Regions from separate parts of the Mus musculus genome. Here regions 2, 3 and 4 are each linked to region 1. Evidence: chromatin contacts called from public HiChIP or PLAC-seq data. All regions are on one chromosome and are shown on one strand. The core of a region is the stretch at or near the end of the contact, and the rest is flanking DNA. Distances in the headings are between cores, read along the strand shown.

The links. HiChIP or PLAC-seq counts read pairs in DNA pulled down with a chosen protein or histone mark.
Region 2: a contact with region 1 is called in an HNF4G HiChIP or PLAC-seq map of pancreatic cancer cells. The contact joins the promoter of Mettl2 here to the enhancer-like site in region 1. A contact is called at or near these places in 2 of 39 promoter capture datasets (the 3T3-L1 cell line and cranial neural crest), 3 of 484 Hi-C or Micro-C datasets (B cells, cortical neurons and myeloid progenitors), 12 of 115 datasets of contacts at active chromatin or transcription factors (the NIH/3T3 cell line, bone marrow-derived macrophages, embryonic fibroblasts and 6 more) and 3 of 9 other capture datasets (embryonic stem cells, liver and macrophages).
Region 3: a contact with region 1 is called in a FOXA1 HiChIP or PLAC-seq map of pancreatic cancer cells. The contact joins two enhancer-like sites. A contact is called at or near these places in 3 of 115 datasets of contacts at active chromatin or transcription factors (embryonic stem cells and pancreatic cancer cells).
Region 4: an HNF4G HiChIP or PLAC-seq map of pancreatic cancer cells shows a contact between it and region 1. The contact joins two enhancer-like sites.

Annotation. Positions count from the first base shown.
Region 1 is chr11:104,623,511-104,626,474 of GRCm38.p6, reverse strand. All of the region lies in intron 2 of Itgb3 (integrin beta 3), which reads right to left. Among named protein-coding and RNA genes, the nearest start is that of Itgb3, 17 kb to the right of the region's middle. Within about 2 kb of position 1,559, at least 93 of the 459 cell types and tissues checked have an H3K27ac peak or open chromatin away from gene starts, as enhancers often do. A contact at or near this core is called in the NIH/3T3 cell line, embryonic fibroblasts, embryonic stem cells and 1 more, where this site is marked.
Region 2 is chr11:105,124,927-105,127,890 of GRCm38.p6, reverse strand. Mettl2 (methyltransferase like 2) reads right to left here and starts at 1,466. Exons shown (of 9, transcript NM_172567.3): 1 at 1,285-1,466; 2 at 1,024-1,115. The coding sequence starts at 1,394.
Region 3 is chr11:104,951,057-104,954,020 of GRCm38.p6, reverse strand. It overlaps Gm11639, which reads right to left. Exons shown (of 108, transcript XM_017314877.1): 82 at 2,675-2,779. Among named protein-coding and RNA genes, the nearest start is that of Gm25362, 130 kb to the left of the region's middle. Within about 2 kb of position 1,405, at least 10 of the 459 cell types and tissues checked have an H3K27ac peak or open chromatin away from gene starts, as enhancers often do. A contact at or near this core is called in pancreatic cancer cells, where this site is marked.
Region 4 is chr11:104,318,021-104,320,984 of GRCm38.p6, reverse strand. It overlaps Mapt (microtubule-associated protein tau), which reads right to left. Exons shown (of 12, transcript NM_001038609.2): 9 at 2,736-2,828. Among named protein-coding and RNA genes, the nearest start is that of Mapt, 88 kb to the right of the region's middle. Within about 2 kb of position 1,389, at least 133 of the 459 cell types and tissues checked have an H3K27ac peak or open chromatin away from gene starts, as enhancers often do. A contact at or near this core is called in pancreatic cancer cells, where this site is marked.

The DNA of each region.
Region 1 (2,964 bases), core at 310-2,809:
ACAAGCACTCCCAGCTTGTTAAATTACCTTATGATTTCAGAAAGTTCTAGGATCCAGTATGTTACCACTTGAGCCAAAAATATAGGTTCTAGCTCTGTGAGAAGCTGATGCCTCTGCTAGCTGTGCTGATCAGAGAGATCGAATTACTCCAGTCCATGTTATCTAACCCATGCCTCTGTCTCTCCAAGAACACACCCTAGGTGGGTGGGCCCAAGACACCCCACTCATCCACTTGGCTCTGTTTTCCTCTTACCCAGCCAAGGGCTTGCTATACACACCCAGGAGCTGCTGTCCTTTAAGGACCACAAGCCGAGCCCAACCAGTTGTTTTCCGAGGCACTGCCAACATCAGCACCACTTGAAACAGTCAAGACAGGGGAGGCAGAGGGATGAGCAGGGATCCCAGCCCCACCGTTGGATGTTTAAAGTCAAGATCCAAACACTTTCAATAGTTCAGCTTGCCCTGTGCAAGAGAAGTCCAGCTCCCTCAGGAAAAAGATAACTAGTTACAGCCCAGGGTTCCTCCCTGCTTGACACACTCTGCCCCACATCAGACTCCCCAGCCCCACCCCTCCTCCCTCTCACTTAGCGATGGTAAATATTGGCATTCACTTTATTCCATTCTGAAGGGACTATTTCATCGGGCTTCCTACCTCCCTTCTTTGGTCTCCTTTGGTCCTGGTTGCTACCCATTTCCCAACTCCACCCCATCAACAAGCTGATCTTTCCCTCCCTCTGGCCTCCCAGTCTGCCCCAGAGGGCAAAGATTCACCATAGTGATTGGTAAATATTCCACATTTGCATCTAGTCACATGGAATATGTTCACGTGGCCTAAGGAGGGGCTTTGGCTGGTCAGAACCCAGCTCTGATTTATCCCTATAAGATCCAGATGCGGGAATGAGAGGGGACTATGCTTGAATAGCAGTAGTCCTTCCTCAGGGACCTCCTTTCTGCTCCCCTCTGCTCCGGCCGTCCAACTTCAAGCCATCCTATCCAAACACGGCACCCTCGGCATCCCACTCCTTCTTCTGGAATTGTTGCAGAATTACAACTTCCTCAGAAAGGAAGCTTGACACAACCATGATGGTGACCGGAGGCAGGAGGATATGACAAACCAGAAGGAAGACAGCCACGCCACACTTGAGCCTCCAGTGAAGCCCAGAGGGGAGGGGCACCTGTGGGGGTGGAGAAGGAATGGGCTCACCCTCCCCCAAGCCCCAGAGAATGTTTCATTCGCTAAATGAGATCAATCTGGCCCAGATGTTAGGCAGCTGCCCCTAGAAACAGTTCCCGTGCTGAGCAGCAGAGGCCAAGGCTGTGTATGGAGCTGGCCTTGGAGGCTCTGGCAGCCCCTCCTCTAGGGGGTAAACACAGCCTTCTGCTCCCTTCCTCCCCAGTCTGACCAGGAGCTTGCCTTTTTAGGAAACCCAGAGGATCCAGAAGAGAGGCAGACAAAGATCAGGAAATAGCTAGGGTGGTTGAGGAGCGGTATAGGGCAGAGGCTGTAGCTCTAGTGGCTGAGGAGCAGACAGGCCAGCAGCTCAGGTAACCACCTGCTGGGGGTGCTGACTCACTCCCACTGGAACTGCTGGGAACCTCTCCAGCCACAGGCTTCCCCTACCTCCCCATCAGCTCTTGCCAGCTCCAAATTCCCAGCCCGGCCACAAACATAGCCATTCCCTCAGACACACTCATTCCCTAGGGACTCAGACACAACACACCCTCTGCCTAGACACAGCTAACCCCTTCCTGTCATCGTCTGGTCCTCACCATTGAGCTGTGCTCCCTCATCCATTGATACTTTAGAGATGAAGGAAGGAAGGAAGATAGAGGGGCGTCACTGTCAGAGAGAAGGGAAGAAAAAAGGATCTTTAAGAAAGTGTACACAAACACACATATACAAATATATACAAACACACACATACATGCACACAAACACACACAAACACACATACACACACAAAGACACACAAACATACATATAAAGACACAAACATACACACAAACACACACATTCACAAACACACACATACACACAAACATATAAACATACACAGAAATATAGACACACAGAGACACATACAAACACACACATAACATTCCTCTTCTGAGTTTTTAGGGTTTTTTGTTTTTGTTTTGCTCTGGGGGTGGGGGGGGGTCGGATGAGCTGGCATCCCTCTATACCCCTAGCGCCTCTCTTCTTTAGAGAGTAAAGCCTTTCTTCCATGAGATGTTCCAGCCCAAAGCAAGTATAGGCTGGGGAAGGGTAGCAATAATCACAGTAATGACGATGCCCAAGCAAAATGGCTGGAGTGGAAGGGCAGAACAGGCTCCAGGATCATTGCCAGCTTCCACCATGCATCCTGAGGAAGGCGTCACCTAGTCTTGCTCAGAAGGGGAAAGAGACTGCGTTTAGGAGGAAGGAAATGATTCTGTGTGCCTGCACCTACACTGAAGCGCCTAAATCTAGGGAAAGAAGGCATCTGGGGCAAGTTAGGATGGGGGTGGGGAGCCACACCTGTGTTGAACATTCAACAAGATCAGATGAATGCTACAGGTTGGGCACCAAATAGTTTGGGGCTAAATTATCCCCCTAAATAGCTACCTATTGCCCACCTCTAGGTTTGACTTAACATTCTTAAGACTAGTAAAGTCCTTTCTAAAATGTGCAGACTCCTAGCTTCCACCAACCCCACAGGCTAGGACTGTTATGAGGTAACCTCAGACGCTCCTGACTGCTGTAACCACCTCATCTGATGGTTCACCAATGTGTGTCTAAAGTACCTTGACCTATTGCCTTCTTTGTTCTGTTACTATAAAACGTTCACTATAGTGCTTATCACGTTGGAACCCAGTATTTGAATCTATGTTCCTTGGCCATAGCCACTTACATTTGGCTCCAGGATAAACTACCTCATATTCCTTTTAAAGGTCAGAGTTGTGTTATTGCATTGACAAATAAGG
Region 2 (2,964 bases), core at 217-2,716, 500 kb before region 1:
AGGATGGCCTCCAATTCAGTGATCCTTCTGCCTCAGCCTCCCACGGAGCTGAGTCTACAGGAATACACCACTGCACTTGGCTAACTGGTCCTTTAACTGCGAAAAGAGGATACTGGGCTACATGATTTTCAAAATCCCTCTCAACTCTACGAAGCTTTATCTAGTCTTATCTACCTAACAATGCAGGCAGGGTGCCTACTTTGCAACTGGAATATATACATATACTTATTTTTGAGACAAGCTCTCATGCAGCCCAGGCAGGAGTGGAACTCTACGTAGCAAGGATGCTCTTGACCCCACTCAACCTCTTGTCTCTGCCTCCCAAGAGATTACACCCCTACATCTTAGGAGGTACGTGCCTGGCCAGTGACCTCGGTACTATAGAGAAACTATCAGTGCTTATTATCATAACCGATGAGCCATCTCTCCAACCCCCTGATGCCTATTACCTTAAAGTTCCAGGTTTACTTTCAAACGCCTCCTAGAAACAGGGACAACCAGTTCTAGTATTTTATAAAGGAATTATTCTTGTCTTCGGAAATGACCTCTTTCGCTTTGAGCAGACTCGTCTCTCCACTCTGCTGCACGCATCTTTCTTTGGTAGAAGTCCCACATCTCCAAACCCAACACCTCAAGAAAAGATGTTATGATCTAATCCTCTCCTCCCACAGTACGTTAGGATCCGACCACATCAATCTAGCTCTGATGGAAACGTCCCAGCAGAAGGTAAACTGTAGAAGCTACCCTAAGATGACTGAACGACTTTACGGTTGCCACAGGCCAGCCACATCAACGCGACACTCGTAGAACTAGAGAGTTCAACAACAACAACAACAAAGTCCAACCCCAATGGCTTCAAGACTTTGTTAGAAGACAGCCCCTTTGCCTCCTAACCCGTCCCCTCCCCGACCCGTTCTGGGCCGGAGTTCTCCATCAGGTCAGTGATAAAACGATCCCGGTGCCCCCATTTTTCTTGCCGTCTGGAGGAGGCGCGTCCCACACTGCGGGCACAACGGAGCGCACCTTGCTTCTCCGGGCACACCAGCGGGGAGCTGTTCTCCTGCACTTTCCTCTCCGCCGCCGCGGCCTGCTCCTCGGACCACTTCACGTTGTCCCTGTGAAAACCAAACGGGCAGCTTCAGGCCCACCGGTCCCGGACCCGGGAACGTCGGTCCTCGGGAGGCGAACGCTTCAGCTACCGCCGCGGGAGGAGGGCCAGCGGGCAGGGCTTTTCTCCAAGTGCTCCGGGCTGGCGAAGAGCCGGGCGAGATGCAGGGCAGTTACCAGGCATTGTGATGGAAGACGCGCGCCGGGTCGCTCAGGAACCGGTGCCCGAACTGCGGTCTCTTCCCGTCCTCGGTCTCCGGCACGCCTTCAGGGAAGGAGGCCGCCATGACACCGGAGACGGAAACGCCTTCTCTTCCCGAAGGCGAGGACTTCCTGTGGGCCACGCCCCTTCCGGAAGTAGCGTCACTGGGAGGGAAGATGGAGGGCGGGGCGGGGCGGGGCGGGGCGGGGCGGGGCGGGGCGGGGCGGGTTCCAAGTGATTGGGAAGCTCAGCGGAGGCGAGTCCGAAAGGAGTCATTTCTCCCTGGAGATGCACAAGGGCGTGCAGCACGGGGAGGAAGTAGGAGGCTATTCCCTCGAGTACGGTTCCGTGCAGGTCCCAAGATTCCCCCCAGGAAAAGCTTTGACTAGCCGACTGTGATGAGACGTGGTCACCAGACCACAGTCCGCGGGGAGGCAGCGCGTGGGTTTTGAGAGCATGAAGCTTCCGTGTTAAATGACATAACCGACCACACCTCCTTGAAAAGCCAGGCTTAATTGGCACAATAAAAATTGTAATTCGTTCATGCATAGAGCTTGTAATATGTATTCAATTTATTTAAATGTATACATTGTACACTTATATACTATACATATATGTATAAATATTTTAAAACTAATAGTAGGTCACTGGTATATAATTTATAATTGCACATTTTTAGCCTTATATTTTCTATTTAAATAAATTTCCCCTTTATGTGTACGCATGGTTGTGCACCACGTGCATGCAATGCTCATGGAGGCCAGAAGAGGGCACCAGATCTCCTCGAACTGGAGTTACAGATGCTTGTGAACCAACATATGGGTACCAGGGATCAAAATATGGGTCTCCTAGAAGAGTAGCCAGTGCCCTTAATTATAGGGCTCTCCAGGCTCTATAATTTCTTTAGGCTTGGTGGCAGGCAGCTTACTTGCTGTGCCATTTTACCAGCCAGAGTTATTGTTGTTGTTGTTATTATTGTTGTTGTTTTTGTTATTATTTTGATACATTTTGAAGGACTATGTAATTCTGGCTGGCCTCCAGCTCTCTATGCAGATTAAACTGGCCTCAAACTCAGAGATGTGCCTGTCTCTGCCTCTCAAGTACCGGGATTAAAGGCATTCACCATCACATCCAGCTATATGTATTTTTTTTTTTTAATATCATGCTCTTTAAAAGCTGTTAGTGTTCACATTCAACAATCCCATTATATAATTTTTGTGTGTGCAGAAAGCTCATTGTCCTTTTACTTGAAGTTCCAACATTATTTTTAATAAGTGAGCCATTTGAAATATATGGCTGCTTCTCTTTCTCTCTCCTCTCCTCCCTCCCTTCTTCCCCCCCCCCGTGTGTGTTTTAATTATTATTTTCTTTTTAAATATAGAATTCCTCTATATAGCTCTGACTATCTCATAACTCTCTTTGTAGACCAGGAAGGTTTCAACTTCAGAGATCTGCCTGCCTCTGGCTTCTGGGTACTGGGATCAAAGATGTGTGCTGCCTCCACACCTGGCTAGGTTTTTATTTTTGAGATTATGACATTACATCACTCCTCCTCAACCCTCCCATATTCCCCTCCTTACTCTTTCAAATGCATGGCTTCTGAAAATGGATGAGTGTGTCACTGTGTACCCTTATCTGGCTTCAAACTCTGGACC
Region 3 (2,964 bases), core at 156-2,655, 330 kb before region 1:
CTTCTCAGGCAGCCAATGACTCTGTCACTTTTATAGTTTTGGAAGTTGCTAGCTCTGCACTTCCTGCTTACTCAGGTAATATTTATCCTCCTCAAGTTTCTGATGGGGTTAAAGACTAGATAGTTGTAGTCTCACAATAAAAGCTTAAGTTTTGGACTTAAGAACATGTTTTTGGGTATAAGAAGATGTTTTTAGATTGATAATACAAGTTATGATAGAAACTGATTTAGGTGCAAAACTTCTGAACTCAGCCAGATAGACTAGATAATAGAGTACTTTCTCCTAAGTTGCCATTTATAAATGGACTAGATACTGTGAATACAACTCTTACATGATGGTTTTCATAATTGTTCTTACTATATACAGTTTATTATTGTAAGAGAAAGATTTTTATTGGACTAAAAAGGGGAGATGTTGGTGTTGGTCTTGTGCAGTGCATATTTAGATGCTGGGCTCTGTGCCTCAAAATTGGGTTGCAGTTTGGACATAGGCATTGTATTGACCAATATGCTATAAAGAATGCTCCCCAATAATCTTTGATTGATGACTAAAAGACTGGAGTCTATAGCTTGGCAAAGAGGATAGGAAGGCAGTACTTATAATTGAGTGGGTTGTCTCAGGAATGACCATGAGGGAGAGTGGAGAGAGAAGAAGAAAAGAGAAGAGAAGAAGGAGGCTGTTTTGAGGCAGGAGGGACTGTGAGCATGTGGTCAAGAGAAGCTAACCTCGAGGACACACATGGAACAGAGAAGACTCAATTGGCAAGTGACAGGGCATTTATCTGGTTATTGATGGCCTAGTCAGGTTAGAATGGTTCAGAACCTACCTGACCACTACCATGCCTTCAGCTTGTTAATCACATCTGATGTCTCACTGTTGTTTACTCAGGAGCTAAATGGGATAGAGTGGGGCAGAACCCACCCCCTAAAATTACTACAATATTTATACTCAGTGCAGTCACTTTGGAAGATAATCTGGCTTTCTTTAAAAAAAAGATTTATTTTATTTCTCTCTCTCTCTGTGTCTCTCTGTGTCTCTCTCTGTCTCTGTCTCTCTGTCTCTCTGTCTCTGTCTCTCTCTCTCTCTCTCTCTCTCTCTCTCTCTCTCTCTCTCTCTCTCTCTCTCTCTGCAGATAAGAAGGAATCAGATCCCTTGGAGATGAGTTACACATGGTTTGGATTACATTATAGGGATAATCGCTTGTGGATTATGTGGAAACATCATCTGTCAATAAAAAGCTGATGTTCCTATTAGCAAAAGGCAGAAACTACAAGGTGGGAGTTCTGGTAGGGAGATTGCAACGATGGGAAATAGTCAGAGGTGGGGAATTTGTCACCCAGACTCGTATGAAACTGAGGAGAGGTAACCACCATGTGGCAGACATAGAATCGTTTAAATGGGTTAAATAAGTTAGGAGCAAGTCAGGGAACAAGCCTAGCAAAAGGCCACAAGTATTGTTAATAAATAGTAAGCCCCTGAGTCATTGTTTGGGAACTAGGGTGTGGGTGGAAAACGCCATGGTTACATACATGATGTGGATGCTGAGAACAGAACTCTGGTTTTTTTCAAAGAGAAGTTTTAACTACTAAGTCATTTCTTCAGCCCCTGGACTGGCTTTCTTTAACCATTAAATAAAAAGTTACTATATGGCCCAGAAATTTTGCTTCTATAAATATACTAGAAAAGTTAAAACATACATCAACACAAAAACTTGTATGTGGATACTTGCAGGACTATCCATACTTGCCCAAAATTGGAAATAATTAAATACTCATTTACCAATGAACATATAATAAATAAAATATGATATTTCTATTATTTCAGACTATTCAGTAACGAAGTATTGGTACATAATAAGACACTATGCAATGCCATTTATAGGAACTGCTTGCAGTAGGCAGATTGATGAAGATGGGTTAGTGGCTGTCCTAGTGGTGTAGAAGAATTAGGGATGAGGAATGACTGGCACTGAGTGTGGTGGTTCTATGTGGGGATAACAGAATTACTCTCAAAATAACAATTGTGATCAGTACAGATCTGTAACCACAGAGAACACCATCAGATCATGCACTAGTTATTATGTATGTGTGGGTGTTCTGTCTACTCAAATGTCTCTTCACCATCTGCATGCCTGGTGTCTGAAGAGGTCAGAAGACGATGTTAAGTCCTTTAAAACAGAAGTTACAGAGAGTTTTGATCTACCATGTGCATGCTGGGAACTAAGCTGTGTTTTTAATCACTGTGCTAGCTCTCTAGCTCCATCACGCCTTTCTCTGGATTAATTATTTAGCATATGAGTTATTCTCAGTAGAGTTTAACAATATTCTACCAGAACTTTTCACCTTTAACAATGAAATCAACGATCTTTCTCAATATGCTAAATATGTCTAATAAGTCTATTATGTCAATAGGTAAATGTACCTTTGCTTTTTAAAAATTCTGATGTTATTTTTAGTTTCTTCCATTTTTTTTTAATCATGTGAGCTCCTTAGTGGTATGGACACAGGAACAGAAAACATGTATCAAGGGCTGCCTGGTTTCTTAAACACTGACACTGATAGTTTTCATATATATATTTCTAGTCTTTAAAATCATTCTTTAATTCTTTGCAACAATTAAAAATGAAATTTTGATGAACGAAATTCAACCTCACAAGAAGCTTCCATGGACTTACCGTTGAAGGGCAACGTTTTCATCAGTTCCTCCAACTCCTTGTCTGTGAGCTCGATACCAAGGTTCTCCAGGACACTCGGTACATCACTGGCCTCAATCTTCTCCCCTGTCAAAGGAGACTGGCTAAGGACCACAGTTCAGACTATGCTCATCATGGCTACCAAAAAGAGTTTCCTTATCATTAAAAGTATCCCCATTTTCAGGTCAAAGATGAAAGTGAAAAGAAATCATTTAAAAACTATTGCGACCATAAACTTGTTAGGCGAAGTTTATATCTCATAATACAAATAA
Region 4 (2,964 bases), core at 140-2,639, 310 kb after region 1:
GCATCTTCTCCTCAGAAAAAGACTCAGGAGAAGCTGGTGAGGGTGAGTCTGCTTCACCCAGGAAGCTCCCATGGTCCTGGATTACCAGTCGGCAAACAGGACCCAGACCAGCTCTATGACCCAGAAGGAGAGCCAGTTGGTGTCTGGACACATAGTCTCCTGAACACTTCAGCCTCTACTGAGAAGAGCGAAGCAACACCAACAGAAGGCAGGCGCACGGCAGAAACCACAGCTGCAGTAAGTGTCTCAGCAAGCATGAGTGAGCAGACAGGACACACTGGGGAAGGGGGGTGGGGGGGACCCGCCAGCCCAAGGGCCCTTCATGTGGCCCAGCAGTAATGTGTGCTCTGGAAAATGACAGTTGCTTTCCTGACAGGACACTCTGAAGGAGACCACCCAGGCAGATGGGGCTCCTGGAAGCCTGTCTCTCTGATCTGTGGTTTTACAGCTTAGCTGGTCACTAGCTGCCACTTGCAGAGTCCCATGGGTCTCCCATACAGACCATGGTCATTCCAGGGGTGAGGAGGCTCATCTGTCCTGGGAGAGGGGTGCCACATGTTCAAGAATCAATAAAGCAAAGTGGTTTCTACGGAGGTCTCAATGGATAAATCCCTCGTTTTCACGGCTGATGGTGTTTTGTGTTATGGGGTGTGTGTGTGTGTGTGTGTGTGTTCTGCTAACAGACCTGATGGAAGAGGAGGGCCATGGCCTCATAAGTCATAAGGGTGTCAGCCTGCCCCTGCAGAGGAGGGTGGGTAAGGAGCAGATAAACCCAAGGACCTCCTGCAAACAGACCCAGAGGCCAGTAGGAGTTCTGGGGCAGGTGATGATGGGAGAGCCCAGGTAGAGTCATTAGAGAGTCAGTACCAGGGGGTATGTTGGGGGACAGGAGATGTTGGAAGCTTGGGATAGCCAGAGAAGAAAGGAATGGGGGAGCAGCTGACTAGGGTACTAGATCCCACAGAGCAGCCCGAGAGAGGAGGCCACAGCCCAGCCAGGAGGTGGAGATGGAGAAGCAGCTTCCCTGCTGCAGTTCCCACCACCCTAGAGAGAGCCAGGAGCAAGTTAGATGGGAAGCCTGGAATCCTACAACCCAAATGCCACCAGTCCCCCTCCCTAAGAAAGCTTTCTCCACAGGTCCATTCTGTAGTCAACAGTGGCCACAGGCCACAGGCCAGGCTATCTTGTGATTCTATATAAGGTCACAGGTTAGCTCAAAGGCTGGCAAACTGCAGTACACCTTAGTTATAAAGTTCCCTGATACCCTAGGCACTGCAGCCTCATCAGACAACCAGCATGTGATCCGAGCTGCCCTGAGAGCTGCCTTTTCCCAACTTCCCCTACAGGAGCATCTGCCCTCTGCAGCCCTTGGGAGCTGGAGCGCTCAGACCCAGCAACAGACCAGACGTGAGCAAAACCAGACACTTCTGGCTTCCCTCCCTAACCACAGCAGCCTGGGCTGGGAAGCTAACGTATCATAAACAACATTACAGAGCCCAGGGACAAGGACGGCGATCTTAAAGATCACCCTTTCCCGCAACCCATATCTTTCTATACGTTGAGAAGGCAACCGGCAGGCAGGGCAGTAACCGCAGTGTAGCCAACAGCCCCGCCTTTCCTTAGGAAGCAAAACAAGTAAGGGAGGTGGCAGGATCGGCCAGCGGGGAGTGGAGGACAGAGGAAAAGGCAGACACGGTGAGTAAGCGTGAGAAGGCAGTAGCCACAGGGCCAGCACTTGCTGCTCTGGGGCCATCGGTCCAAGAGGCAGAAGGCAGGGCAGGTGTCGGGGCCGGAGGCAGGAGCACATTGCAAGAATAAACCCTGTGGGCTCGGCACTTTCAGGAAAGAGAGCCCACCCCTGCATTCCAGCACGCACGCTCGAGAGGTGGAGCCTGCAGCTCAATCAGAGAGCCCAGGTCCGTTCTGGGACTGACCCAGAACAGGGGAGGGGGAGCTGGCAGGGAGAAGCCTGGGGCCACTTTACAAATCCTGCCCTGTTGGGCACCGGCCAGCCAAGAGAACAAAGGGAATCCCTAAGCCCATTGAGGGAACCTAAGAACATCTCTTTGCAGGGACTCGCTGAGGATGTGCGGGGGGGGGGGGGGGGGGGTCCCCAGTGGTGTTTAAAGGAGGAGACATTTAAAACCCCTTCTCTGGCAAACAATGCAGGCAACTGACACCTGTCACCTCGGTGTTAGGCTCTGTGCAACCAGAGTCCCTGTCCTGGGGGGAGGGGAGTGCTAAATTGAACTGGGAATCTTTTCCTCTCTTCAAAGATGAAGGAGACCCAGATGAAAAATGGAGAAGTGGCTAGGGGCCTTTTGGACCTTGACATGAAACAGGAAGTCCTAGTGTCTAGTGGGATCATATGGACTCCCCACTCCCCAACCAACAGAGACTGCCCCAGAGATGAGGGAAGAGGTGTCAGCCCACATCATGGATGCACTGTCTTCAACCCCATTTCCAATATCTACGGGGCTTCTAGGAACACATACATGGTACCATGGGGACCCAGCTACTCAGAGAAGGGCCAGCTGGAACGGGTTGCTCTCCCTACTTTGCTGGGCCATCCATGGAACAGGGAGGGGAGTCTGGGGACAGCAGACACTGTGGGGACACAGGAGGTCCTGAGCCCTAGATGATTTATTCTATGCAATGTCTCACAAGGACACACTCATGACACTTGTTACAGCAAAGGCTGCAGCACACCTCATGGAGACTGCGACAGTACTCACACTGCCTCCACCCGGGACGTGTTTGATATTATCCTTCGAGCCACACTTGGACTGGACGTTGCTAAGATCCAGCTTCTTATTAATTATCTGCACCTTTGATAGCCAAAAAAAAGAGTGAGAGACAACCACACCGGAGCATCGCCCCCTGACCTGTTGGGCTGTGGGGGGAGAGCCAGGTCTGAGCCCTGACTCCTCAGGGGGCTCAGAAGCTGCCTGGGATGGCACCCTG